Regions from separate parts of the Mus musculus genome. Here region 1 is linked to region 2. A link is a contact called in public HiChIP or PLAC-seq data. All regions are on one chromosome and are shown on one strand. Each heading gives the region's core, a stretch centred on a gene start, on an enhancer-like site or on the middle of the called end of the contact. The rest is flanking DNA. Distances are from core to core; before and after follow the strand shown. Region 1 has its middle 7.3 kb from the start of Stard13. Region 2 has its middle 44 kb from the start of Kl.

The links. HiChIP or PLAC-seq counts read pairs in DNA pulled down with a chosen protein or histone mark.
Region 1: a FOXA1 HiChIP or PLAC-seq map of pancreatic cancer cells shows a contact between it and region 2. The contact joins two enhancer-like sites. A contact is called at or near these places in 1 of 484 Hi-C or Micro-C datasets (epidermal suprabasal cells), 1 of 115 datasets of contacts at active chromatin or transcription factors (pancreatic cancer cells) and 1 of 9 other capture datasets (adipose tissue).

What each region holds. Positions count from the first base shown.
Region 1 is chr5:151,194,490-151,200,573 of GRCm38.p6, reverse strand. It overlaps a transcript of Stard13 not described here. Among named protein-coding and RNA genes, the nearest start is that of Stard13, 7.3 kb to the right of the region's middle. Within about 2 kb of position 3,518, at least 45 of the 459 cell types and tissues checked have an H3K27ac peak or open chromatin away from gene starts, as enhancers often do. A contact at or near this core is called in pancreatic cancer cells, where this site is marked.
Region 2 is chr5:150,993,904-150,999,736 of GRCm38.p6, reverse strand. No RefSeq gene overlaps it. Among named protein-coding and RNA genes, the nearest start is that of Kl, 44 kb to the right of the region's middle. Within about 2 kb of position 3,001, at least 62 of the 459 cell types and tissues checked have an H3K27ac peak or open chromatin away from gene starts, as enhancers often do. A contact at or near this core is called in pancreatic cancer cells, where this site is marked.

The sequences.
Region 1 (6,084 bases), core at 2,269-4,768, 200 kb before region 2:
TGAAAAGGACAGTGGCAGGGCACAACCTTTACCTCAGTTACACAAGGGTCTGGGCTTGGCCCCCAGGACAGTAGGGGGCAGGAACTAGCTGAAAGGGCTGTACTGAGAAGCATTCTAGTCAGATGGCTGGCACCTAGGAAGCAAATGGTCTCCCTCTGTAAACCTTCACCTCCCTCCCTCTTTCTTTCCCTCTCCCTTCCTTGCCCCTTTCAGAGAAATAGACCATCTGTGAACACTTTAATGAATCATTACTACATCATTTATATGTCTTGTTAATTCCTAGAAATGAAGGAAACATACATGGATGGGCTAGGGTTTGAGGACATCTATTTCTTCATCCCAAACTCCTTTACAGGAAGGTGTGTATGTGTGTGTGTGTGTGTGTGTGTGTGTGTGTGTGTGTGTGTGTGTGTGTGTGTTATGCAAAGGAGTGCCTGTAGAGCCGGAAGCCAGAAGCCAGCATCTGGTGTTCTTTCCTATTGCTTTTAATCTCATTTTCTGAGCCAAAGTGTCTCACTGAAGCTGGAGTTCTGCAATTAGCTAGACTGGCTGGCCAGCAGGTTCCAGGAATCCACCTGTCTTCACTCCACGGTGCCAGGGTTGCAGGATCATGCTGGAATTCTCAGCTTTTTGTGTGGATGATGAGAATCCAAGCCTGGGTCTCCATGCTTACTCAGCAGGCACTTAATCACTGAGCCATTCCCTCAGACAACGTTTATATTGTCATGAGACAATTCACGTTTTAAACGGCATCTGGCTGGAGGGTAAAGAATAAAAAGTTATTTATAGGATTCACCCACTTAAAAAAATCCAGATATGCACATTAATGGGTGCTGTTCATTTCCTTAAAAATATAGTACAAGCCTTTCCAAGCATGGTGGCTACAGTACAGTCTCCTGCCTCACCAGCTTGATGCACGGTCTATACATTTATCTACACAGGAGCATTTTTGTTAGAGGAAATAATCGAGCAAGATATAAATCATAAATTAGGAAACAGATTGACTCTAGAATGGGTGATGATTATTGTCCATAGGGGTAGTCGTGGTTTAATCATTCTTTGTCCAGAGATGATCAGTCAGGTGGTCTTGCCAAGTGTCCTGGAGCAGACACTACTGTAAACCTCTGTATGCTGTAGGACTATTGTTCCCCCAAATATAGCTCCTTTGTGTGGAGGTCCAGGAAATCCAGTGGTAGAGCGAAACAATGGAATTCTGCCCAGGAGGGTTTCTAAGTAGCAAGCCTTTGATAAAAGCAAACTAGGGAGGAAACACCACAATTGTTCTTTACCAGTAACTGTTTAAAGTATTTAATTATAAATGGATACTATGTGGTAGGTTTGTGATTAATAAGATTCTTGTTCTTATGTGCTCGTTAAAGGAAAAGGTGAAAGATGAACATCATCTTGTGTATTGTATGGATGCCTCACCTGTCAATGAAAAAGCCCATGGCCTATGGCTTAGGCAGAAAATAGAGGTGGGACATTGGGAGGAGAAAGCATTCTGGGAGAGAAGGGAGAGGAGCCTGAAAAGAGGGGAGGAGACACATAGATGCTTGGTGCCTGAGCATAGGCAACCAGCCACGCATGTAACAAAATGTAGGTTAAAATAAATGGGTATATTCAGTTATGATCTAGTCAGAGTAGACTCTATGATCTATATGGCCGAGATATTTGTAAATATACTTTGAGTCTGAGTCTTATTTCTGGGGGCCCGGAGCTGGGAGACAGAACAGGGCCTAACTTCAACAGTGTGCTGTAAGCACAGAAGGAGTAACATAAAACTTGAGCTCTTAATGCTGAATTTGGATGTTACTAGACACTGGGTCTACTTCCAAGGTGCTGATGAGAAGATCAACATGACCTATAGATTGCACATTAAGCTCATTTCCAATAGGCAAAAAAAACCAAAGTGGAAGTTACACAAGAATACCAATGGGAAGGATTGACTGCAAAAATGTCACCAAACTCCTGACAGCAGAGGGCCTTGAGAATTTGCTAGATCTTTTAGAACTTGGAAGATTATGGGCTGGTTTTCTCTCTCTCTCTCTCTCTCTCTCTCTCTCTCTCTCTCTCTCTCTCTCTCTCTCTAACTTGTATGATAATTTTGTATGTGTGTGCCCATGTTTGTGTGAATGCTTGTGTGTAGGTATGCATGTGTACACATATGTACAAGCATGTGAAAGCCAGATGACATCCTCAGTGGTGCTGTGTGCGGGGTCTCTCAGTAGCTTAGAGCTTTCCCAAGCAGGTATCCATATGTCCCTGTGTTCCCACATCTGGAATTACAAAGAAGTGTCCCCATGCCTACCTTTTTTTTTACATGCAGACTAGATATTGATTTCACAAGATTAATTTCCATCTTTTTGTCCTGGGTTAGATTTTGATCCACGTGTGTATTTATTTGGTCAACTTGTGTGTGTGCATGTGTGTTTGCATGCATTTATGTATGTGTGTGTGTGTGTACACATGTGCACTTGTGTTTGTGTATATGTGTATGTGTGTATGTGCACAGAGGCCTATGCTTGTATGTGTGTGTATAAACCATTTGTAGGCATGGGAGACACCATAGCTTCAACATCAGTTGAATGGCAGTACTTGAGGCTTTTCAACAGAGCAATATGAGCAAAAGTAGCATCCTGAGAAGGCAGATTTTCTCTCATGGTCAGGGAAGATGAGTGTGCAGGCAACTAGACACAGCCATGTCAGTTCTCTGGACAGGGCACCCAGCTCCTAGGTGTGGAGGCAGTCTTGCAGGAACAAATATACACAACAAATGTCTGGAAAAGGAAATCTGTAGGCTCTGTTTCCCCTTCTCTGAGTGTTTTGAACACCAGGATTTTGTTTAACTGTGTCAGGTACTCAGGGCCCAAGCCAGGAAGGATGGTGCCTGCAATCTTTGGGCCCATGGATGTCTTTCTCTCTCTGCTTTCCATCACTGACAGTGCTGGAATTTTCCCCGAGGCTGAGGCTTCTCCTCCGCATCCTCCAGTGTGACCTGTTGGTTCGGCTTCATCTTTTCATCATTTGAGGAATGCAATTAGTCAGAATGTTTGAAAAGTATAAATCCAAAAAGCATCACTCATGGCCAAAACTACCTTTTAACATAGTTTCTTTATACTTTTATACTATACATTTTTAATTCTAAAAAAAAATAATTGTAAGCATTGAGCATTCCACACCACTTTCCCTCCTTAACGCTTTACTGACAGAGAGTTGATTAATTAATGAAATGCCACAATAGGTCTTTTAATGTAATTCATTACTGAGACCAAGCCAAGATCAAGAAGAGTCCCTGAGACTCCCAAAGCCTGGAAATAGAATAGGGGGTATTTTAATTTTATTTTAAGTTGCGAGCTTCTCTCCGGGATGTCCTGTCCTTTGCAGCAAACACTTTTTTTTTCTTTTGCTCAGAAGCATTCTCTTGTGATTGATTAGTGATGAGTCACGCTGGCAGGGCAGGCTAAGGAGAAAGCAGCCACGCCTGGCAATACGCGCGGTACTTGGTCTGTTTAAACAGGTCTGTGCCATGAGTCTCAATATGATTACAATGGCACTCTGGGAGGTTGTCCAGAGGCCACTGTGGTCTCTGATAGTTGCCGAGCTCTGACAACAGAGGAAATTTCAGGAGAAGCTCCACATATTCTTGCACGTGTATTCTCTCATAAATAAGCATTCCCTTCAAAGGCCACACAGAGCCCCTCAGTGGACAAACCCAGAGGACGCTGCACTAAGCAGAATAAGACAGATGTTCAGAGAAACATGCCTCATGATCTCACTCGTGTGTACAGTGTAAAAGTGGGGATGGGTAGGATAGGAGACATTGATCAGAGGGTGAGACACCTCCATCACAGCTGGATAAATTCTGGACATCAGTGTGCAGGGGTGACCGTAGTGAATCACACTGTATTGTTTACTTAAAATTTGTAAGCGTCTTGGGGTTTCTATTGCTGCAAGGAAACACCATGAGTTGTTTGTTGGGGAGGAAAGGGTTCATTGGCCTTACACTTCCATACTGTTGCTCATTATTGAAGGAAGTCAAGACAGGAACTCAAACAGGGCAAGAACCTGGGGGCAAAGCTGATGCAGTGGCCATGGAGGGATGTTACTTACTGGCTTGCTCCCCATGGCTTGTTCGGCCTGCCTTCTTATAGAACCTAGGACCACCAGCCCAGAGATGGCACCACCATGAGCTGGGCCTCCCCATTGATCACTAATTGAGAAAATGCCTTACAATTGGATCTTATGGATGCATTTCCTTATCTGAGGCTCCTTCCTCTCTGATGACTCTAACTCGTGTCATGGTGACACACAAAACCAGCCAGTACAATAAGAAAGCAGATTTTACAAGTCTTAACCCATGGGTATTGATGGATATGTTAATTTGACTGTGGTAATTAGTACAATGTACATACATATGTCATACTACTACACCACAAATGTAAAATATGTACAGTTTTCCCAAAGGCCAGAAGTAACTCTCTTTTCCTATGGCTGAGGAGTATGGTAAGGAGCGGTCACATTGCCACCCACTAAACACACAGGGTTGCATGGCTTGTAATTCTGAAGAATGTTCTCACCCTTCCTCTGTCTCTTCTCACCTTCCCGCCCACCAAATGCACACGTCTTTGTGCTTTTTGTATCAAACATATTTTTGTTTACCATCTGAAGAGACTACATAAAAATAAATCGCTGTAGACAAGAATCATGAATTGAAACCATCTCAAAGATTTCAAAAACTTCAAGGTCTTACATCCTTGACCTCAAAGTTGCTCAAAGTACAGAGAAAACTCACCTAATGGCAGATATTAGGATAATACCTAAATACCAGACCGCTTTCTATCGACAGTCTGGGTCAACAGACATTGCCTCCCACACTGTGTACCAAACATAGTGTAATGGTGTGATTTTCTTTTCCATCTTCACCCACAGAGTCAGTCACAGGCAAGGACCACCTCACACCTACAGCAGTGACGCAAAGGCTGAAATCACAAATAAGTAAACAGAAATTAAAACAAACAAAACCTCCCCTAATGTCACACCAGATTGCACAAGAGCAAAACTCTGGTTCTGTTAAGTCAGGAATTCTGCAATGCTCTGTCATATCTGGGGTTCTGAGGTTAAGGGAAGTGCTACATTTTCAAAGGGATGGGGGCAGACTGAAGTGAACACAAAAGAAAGCAAACATCTCGAGGAATAGTTATGCTGTGAGGTGGGCTGAGAAGAAACATTTAGCCTTCAGAAGATTCTCACAAATGACCTATAATGGCTGAGCACACCCTAGGGACAGTTCCTGTTCGAGAAGATGTAGATTGGTCCTGCCTGACTCCCCATGGCAGAGTTAGAGTCACTGGCTGGAAACTCTACAGAAAAACCTTCTTAAACAGCTTGGGGTTCTCTGTGAGAGACTGTGGGCTAAATGGGAAGGCAGAGGACAAATTGATCCCATAGGAAAAGTACAGTGGTGCTTAATCAGCTGCATCAGAAAACATATAATGTCTCTTCTAAAACCCAGATCTACAACTGCTCCCAACATATTCAGTGCACAGGTGGATTCCATATGAACAAGTAAGAGCCTCAAGTGTTCACAGAACTGTTGGGTAATAAAACTAGAGAATAGTTATGATGATGTTTCTGAAGGCAGTAGGCTGCTTTTTTATGTGTCTGGGTATTTTGCCTGCATGTATGTATGTGTACCATGTGTGTGTAATGCTTTGGATGTCGGAAGAGGGTGTCAGATCCCCTGGAATTTGAGCTACAATGATCATGAGTTGCCATTTGGGTGCTGGGAAGCAAACTCAGGTCCTCAATAAGATCATCCAGTGCTCTTAATTGCTGAACTGTCTTCTCCAGCCCCAGGGCGAGCCACCTGAATGGAAAAGGAGGGGATCTCTGACCCATGAAAGAACTGAGAAAAGTGAGATTTGGCTTGGTTACATAAGGTTTGTGGTATCAAGCCAGGACAGACAAGATCCCAGGCTATCTGAATTAGACCTGATAATTCCCAGGGCCTTCACAAGGTGCATTCCTGGTGAATGAACCCCTGACCATGCTCAACACTAAGACTGTAAACAGCACCTGATCTCA
Region 2 (5,833 bases), core at 1,752-4,251:
CAGGACATGGATACATTACTCCTACATTAAGCCTGCCAGGTAAGATAGATGATCCAGCAGTTGAGATTCCAGAGGAGGAGACGTCCAGAGGAACCACCACAGGAATGATGGATGGTCGTCACCCCACACCCTGTCGATGCACTGAAACTGCGACTCCAGCCCTCCTGATGCTGTTCGCTTGCTACTTCCACTTTACTGCACCAGCCAGTAGCCCCTTGTCTATCTGGGGACGCAGCAACAACCTTGTCATCAGGTTCACAATGGCTGGCAGGAAGGCCAAACGGGCTGCCAGTTCTTAACTCCTCTTGCCCAGACTTAACACAGAACCTTTGGTTACCGGACAGAGACACTGCATTAGAAATAAGGTAGCCCCAGCCTGTTCCCACCTCTGCAACGCAACCCCTACTGTTGCATCACACATGATGCCCCCAGAGAATACTTAGTGGGCATGTACCTCAAGGCTTAGGATTTTTATGTTCTAGTACAGCTTGTACCCAGAGTGACTTATTACTCTAGGGAGGATGTCTTCAACTAGCTAGCACCTCCAAGCAATTGAGTTAAAAGGGTGGCCATTTCCGCTGTATTACTAGGTTCTCTCCTTGACATACGGCTGGCTGGAGCTGCTAGTGTAGGGGCTTAGGAAACATCTCAAGGATTCAAGATGGCTATTACTGAAGGAAGTGGAGGAGAAAGGGATAAGACAGGCTGACTCCATCGCAGGCTTCAAACTGGCAGTTCAGGAGACTAGGCCTAGATCTCTGTTTCCAAGAACTGGGTAATTCCGGGCAAGTCCAGACCACAGAAGCAGCCCTGCCACCTGGCCTGAGGCAAGGACAATGGGTAAGCAGCAGTTTGCAGATGTCCCCATCGAGTTTCCAGCCCATGCACCTCAGTAATGGAATGTCCTTAGAGATGGACCCAACAGACTAACATAGAGGTCACTTACCCCAGAATTCCCTAATGTGCTTTAAATCAGGTCTGCAAGTTCACTCAGGTGTCTCTCTATTCTGGTAATGGGAGCCCCCAGCATGCTGAACTTCTGCAGAATAAAACACTTTTTGCATTTACACACTATTTGAGTCCAAGGTATCATTTTTCGGCAAATCATGAACTCTTATACTTAGAGGAAACATTCAGCCACAAGCCAGAGCTAGATAGACAATCTAGAGGACATACACCACGTGTCTTAGATACTTTTTCGGTTGCTGTGGTAAAACACTCTGACCAAAAGCAACCTAAGGAAGAGTTTATTCTAGCTTCTGGTTCCAGAGGAGTGAGAGAGAGTCTGTCATGGTGAGGAGGTGAGGCAGTAGGCAGGCAGACAGCAGGCATGGTGGCAGGAGCAGGGACCTGAAAGTTCACACCTTCACTGCAGGTGTGAAGCAGGGACTGTGAACTGGAAGTGGGATGAGGTTTTTAAATTCTCAAAACCTGCCTCTAACCAGGCGGTGGTACCACATGCCTTTAGTCCCAGCACTTGGGAGGCAGAGGCAGGTGGATTTCTGAGTTCGAGGCCAGCCTGGTCTACAGAGTGAGTTCCAGGACAGCCAGGGCTACACAGAGGGACCCTGTATTGAAAAAAAAAAACCAACCAACCAAATAAGTAAATAAATAAATAAATAAAATAAAATAAAATAAAAGCCTACCTCTAGAAACATCCTTCCTCCAGCAGGGCCACATCTCTCAAAACACCACCAACAACTGGGGACCAAGTACTCAAATGTCTGGGCTTAGGGGAATTCATTTCTCATTCAAACTACCATGCCTACGTAATTCCTATGAGTTTTAAAGTCGGTGCTGGGTAGGATGGCTCACACCTGTAATCCCAGCACTTGTGAGGTTGACCCAGACGATTGCCAGGAGTTTCAGAGCAGCCTGGGCTATTCAGCAAGTACCAAGTCAAGTTGGGCTACAGAGTGAGACTCTTTCTCAAAAATATTAAGATTTGGAGAAGCCAGGATGAAATTACCCTGCTCTTGTTTTAGCTTCGGTGGTAATCCTACCCCCAGAGAAGCTGCTCTATTGGTTTTTGTTGTTGTTGTCATTGTTTGTTTGTTTGTTTTTTAAAGCTCCCAGGTGACTGGAATGTATTACCAATACTGGATCCCACTGGTCTTAATCACTCTATCCCCTTATAGATAAGGACAACCCCTGGTTGAAAAGATATCTTGCTTCCGGTTGTAAAGCAAATTTGCTAGTAGCCTAGCAGTTCCAAGATCCCTATCTGATTTGGGGCTGCCTCTACTACATAAGAGCTTGGTCCTTCTGAACTCCAGGCCCTCTCTTTCCATGCATAGGAGTTGGCAGATTTCTTTTTTTCCAAGAATGTTTTGCCAGGGCTGGGTTTGTGGCTCCATCGAAAGTGTGCTTGCTTAAAATGCAAGAACCTTCAGTCCCCAGCACCACACTAACCAGGTGTGATGGTTTGTAGCTGTGATCCCAGCCAGCTCTTGGGAAGTAAAGAGAGGAAGATCAGAGTTTCAAGGCCATCCTCTGCTATGTAATGTGGTTCAAGACCAACCTCGAATGTGAGAACCTGTCTTAGACCAAAAACAACAAAAGCTTTGTGATTAGGAATTTAGCTCAATAAATAGTGGAGCATCTGCTTAACGAGTGACAAGTGCAAGACCCCAGGTTCAGTCTCCAGAACTGGGGGGGGGGGGGGGGGGGGGGGAATCAGACACACACACAGGCACAGACACCCACACACAGAAACAGACACACATACAGGCACACACACAGACACACAGAGACACACACACAGGCACTCACACAGGCACAGACACACAGAGACACACACAGACACCCACACACAGAGACACACACAGACACACACATATACACACACACAGATACACATACACAGACACACACATACAGACACACACAGGCTCTGTGAGTGCTGCTCCACCCAGGATCCCACAGAGCAGACCCCTCACCCACTCTCCTGCTCTGTCCCTGTCCTTCCTTCTTCCCTGGATGAGTCATGGTGATGTCACATGTCTTCGGGCACTAGATTCCTGCACCTCCAGGATGACTAACCTGCACTGCCAGCTATGTGGGTTGGTAAGGAATGACAGGCAGGGATAAATTAAAGCCATTTTATTACGGCACCAACAACAATAAAAGCTGACCCACTCATCATGTTGCTCGTGCGTTCATCTTAACTGTCAATCTTTCTCTAATTTTAAGTCCATTCTTCTCCTTCCCAGCTTAGCACTTCTGCCCCCCCCCCCCCGCACCCCCTCTCACACCCCTCCACCCACACCCACCCCTGCTCCTATCTGTTGAAACATTCCATTTGAAACCTTGGGGCTGTTTATCAGAGACTCAGGATAGCCTGTGATTTAAAGGCAGAAACGAGTCCGTGTCTTAAATGTAGCACTAAGGCCATGAACACTGCACAATTTGCCATCTAATAGCTTAGATGTTGCTAGCCAAAGCTTTTGATTCACTTTAACCAAAAATAATACAAAATGCCTTAGGCAACATTTGTGCTCTAAGCTGTAATTAGCAGAAACTGCAGCCCAAAGAGATGGAAAGTTCCAAACTCATCAATTCTAGTCATTTATTAAGGGAAATGGCTGATGTTTCTATTGCAAAAAAAAATTATACAAGATAAATAAAGTCATTTACTGTTAAATTGTTTTACCATAAAATAAGCATATTCAAAGATTATACTAAATGAAGAAACCCTACTAACTAAAGATTTTGGAAATAAGTGAAAAATTGATGTCTGCAACTATTTACCAACTAAATAACAAATACGCAAATTCTAATGTTCTGTCTGTGTCATTAGATTGTTTCAAAAGAGCAGATGGTACAAGACACAAGTAAGGATGTATCTTCTGCCAAATGGTCTTCAGGATTCTACCCATAAAAAAAATTGTATAATTAAACAAAAATAACACAACAAAATAACTTAGTATCATAAAGTAAATATAAGAATTGAGTTTTCTTTCAATTTTACTAAAGGAATCCGTCTGAACATGTCTATGAAAAGTCACAAAAATTAACTGATGTGTCAGGGTAAATAAACCATCTTGATAGTAACACTTTATTTTTACAACATTGAGCTCTAAATATTGAGTTATCAACAAATCTGAAACATGTTAAGAGTAAGTGGGATTAGTCTAGAAAAATTATGTCACACGCTTTTCATCGCTGTGATGAAATAAAGTCACGCCCCCCCACCCCACCCCCAAAAGACAACTTTAGGAGAGAAACCATCTCCTCAGCCTGAGACTTTAGTAGACCTCTGATCAGTATTGGAACTATTAAAGATAGTGGGGGGGGGGGTTTAGGAGGGGAGGGGGGAGTTGCTGGAGAGCCAGCTCAGTGGTTAAGTTCACTGAATGCTCTTGCAGAGAACCCTGATTTGATTCTCAGCACCAACATGGTGGCTCACAGCCATCTTTAACTCCAGTTCCAGAGGATCCGACGCCCTCTTCTGGCCTCCATTGGCACTGCATGCATGTAGTGCACAGACATACATGCAGGCAAAACACACATAAAATAAAAATAAATAAAATCTGAAATAAAAAAGGACAATAAGGAACTTTTGAGCTTAGAATGAATATACTTTATGCCATGGGTTGGCCATGAGTCTATGGGAGCCATGGGTAGAATGTAGTGGTTTCAATGTCAAAACTTCCCTCTTGGTCTCCCATTGATGGTACTGTTTTGAGAGGTTTTGGTCGAGTTAGGAGGTTGAAGTGAGTTACTAGGGGCAAGCCTTGAGTCTGGAAAGCCTCATCCTATTCTTGTCCTCTCTCTGTTGCCTGACTGAAGCAGTTGCTGTCACGTTTCACCTGCTTTGATGGACCCTATCTCCTTGAATCTTAAGCTAGAATAAACCTGCCCCACCCCCAAGTTATTTCTGGTCAGGTATTTGATCACAGCTATGAGAAAAGCAACAATCCACATATAGGTCTTTAGAGGATACGTTCCACCAATTGTTTAGCCTAGTTGGGAACTAGATGTGAATTACTCTATAGGTTATAGAGGAACTGTAGAAGGGAGAGGCGGATTGGTTTATCTTGGTGTTGAGGGTCTCCCTGGGAATTTACATATTGGACTCTTAATCTCCAAAGATACATTAATGAGATTTGGTCTCCAGAGATCTTTTGAATTAGATGAGGTCAGGAAGATGGGGTCCCCATGAAGAAGATGGTGGCTCCATAAGGAAGCAAGTGCTGACGAGCTTGCTCTGTCTTGCCATGTGATAATCCCCACCGGCTTGTACAGCAACAGGTCTGGGCCAGATCTTTGACCTAAATAAACTTCCATTCTTTATGAGTTGTCTAGTTGAACGTACTCAGTCATTATAGTAGACAACAAAGGCAACCCCACTAGCCAAAAGCCCCTCCCCCTAGACCCTCTCTGCCTACCCCAGTCCCCGAGTCTGGCACAAGAAGCCCCGCCTCTTCTGTCTAGCCAATGGCTGGAGGTCTCTGAAGTTCTACTGAACATGAAGTTCCCATGATGCTCATTGAGCTGGTGGGCTTCCCGGTGTCTGGTTCTTCTCTTCCTAGCATTTTGCCATTCTCGTACTGTTCTCTTTGGCTTTTTGTCTGTGTTGTTCTCTCGTGTCTCTCAGCTCCTGTGGCCATCTGAACGGCCCTATTGCTCTGGTCACCTTAGCAAATGTGAGAATACTTTGCTACTTAAAAAACAGAGTCTATAGCCCTGGCTGGCCTTGACCTCCCAGTTATACCCCTGTCTCAGCCTTCCATGTACTAGATTATAAGTTCAAACTACCATCCCTACTATTAAAAAAAAATCACTACCAATCCACAGACACATAATTATGGTAGAAGGTAAAGATGCACAA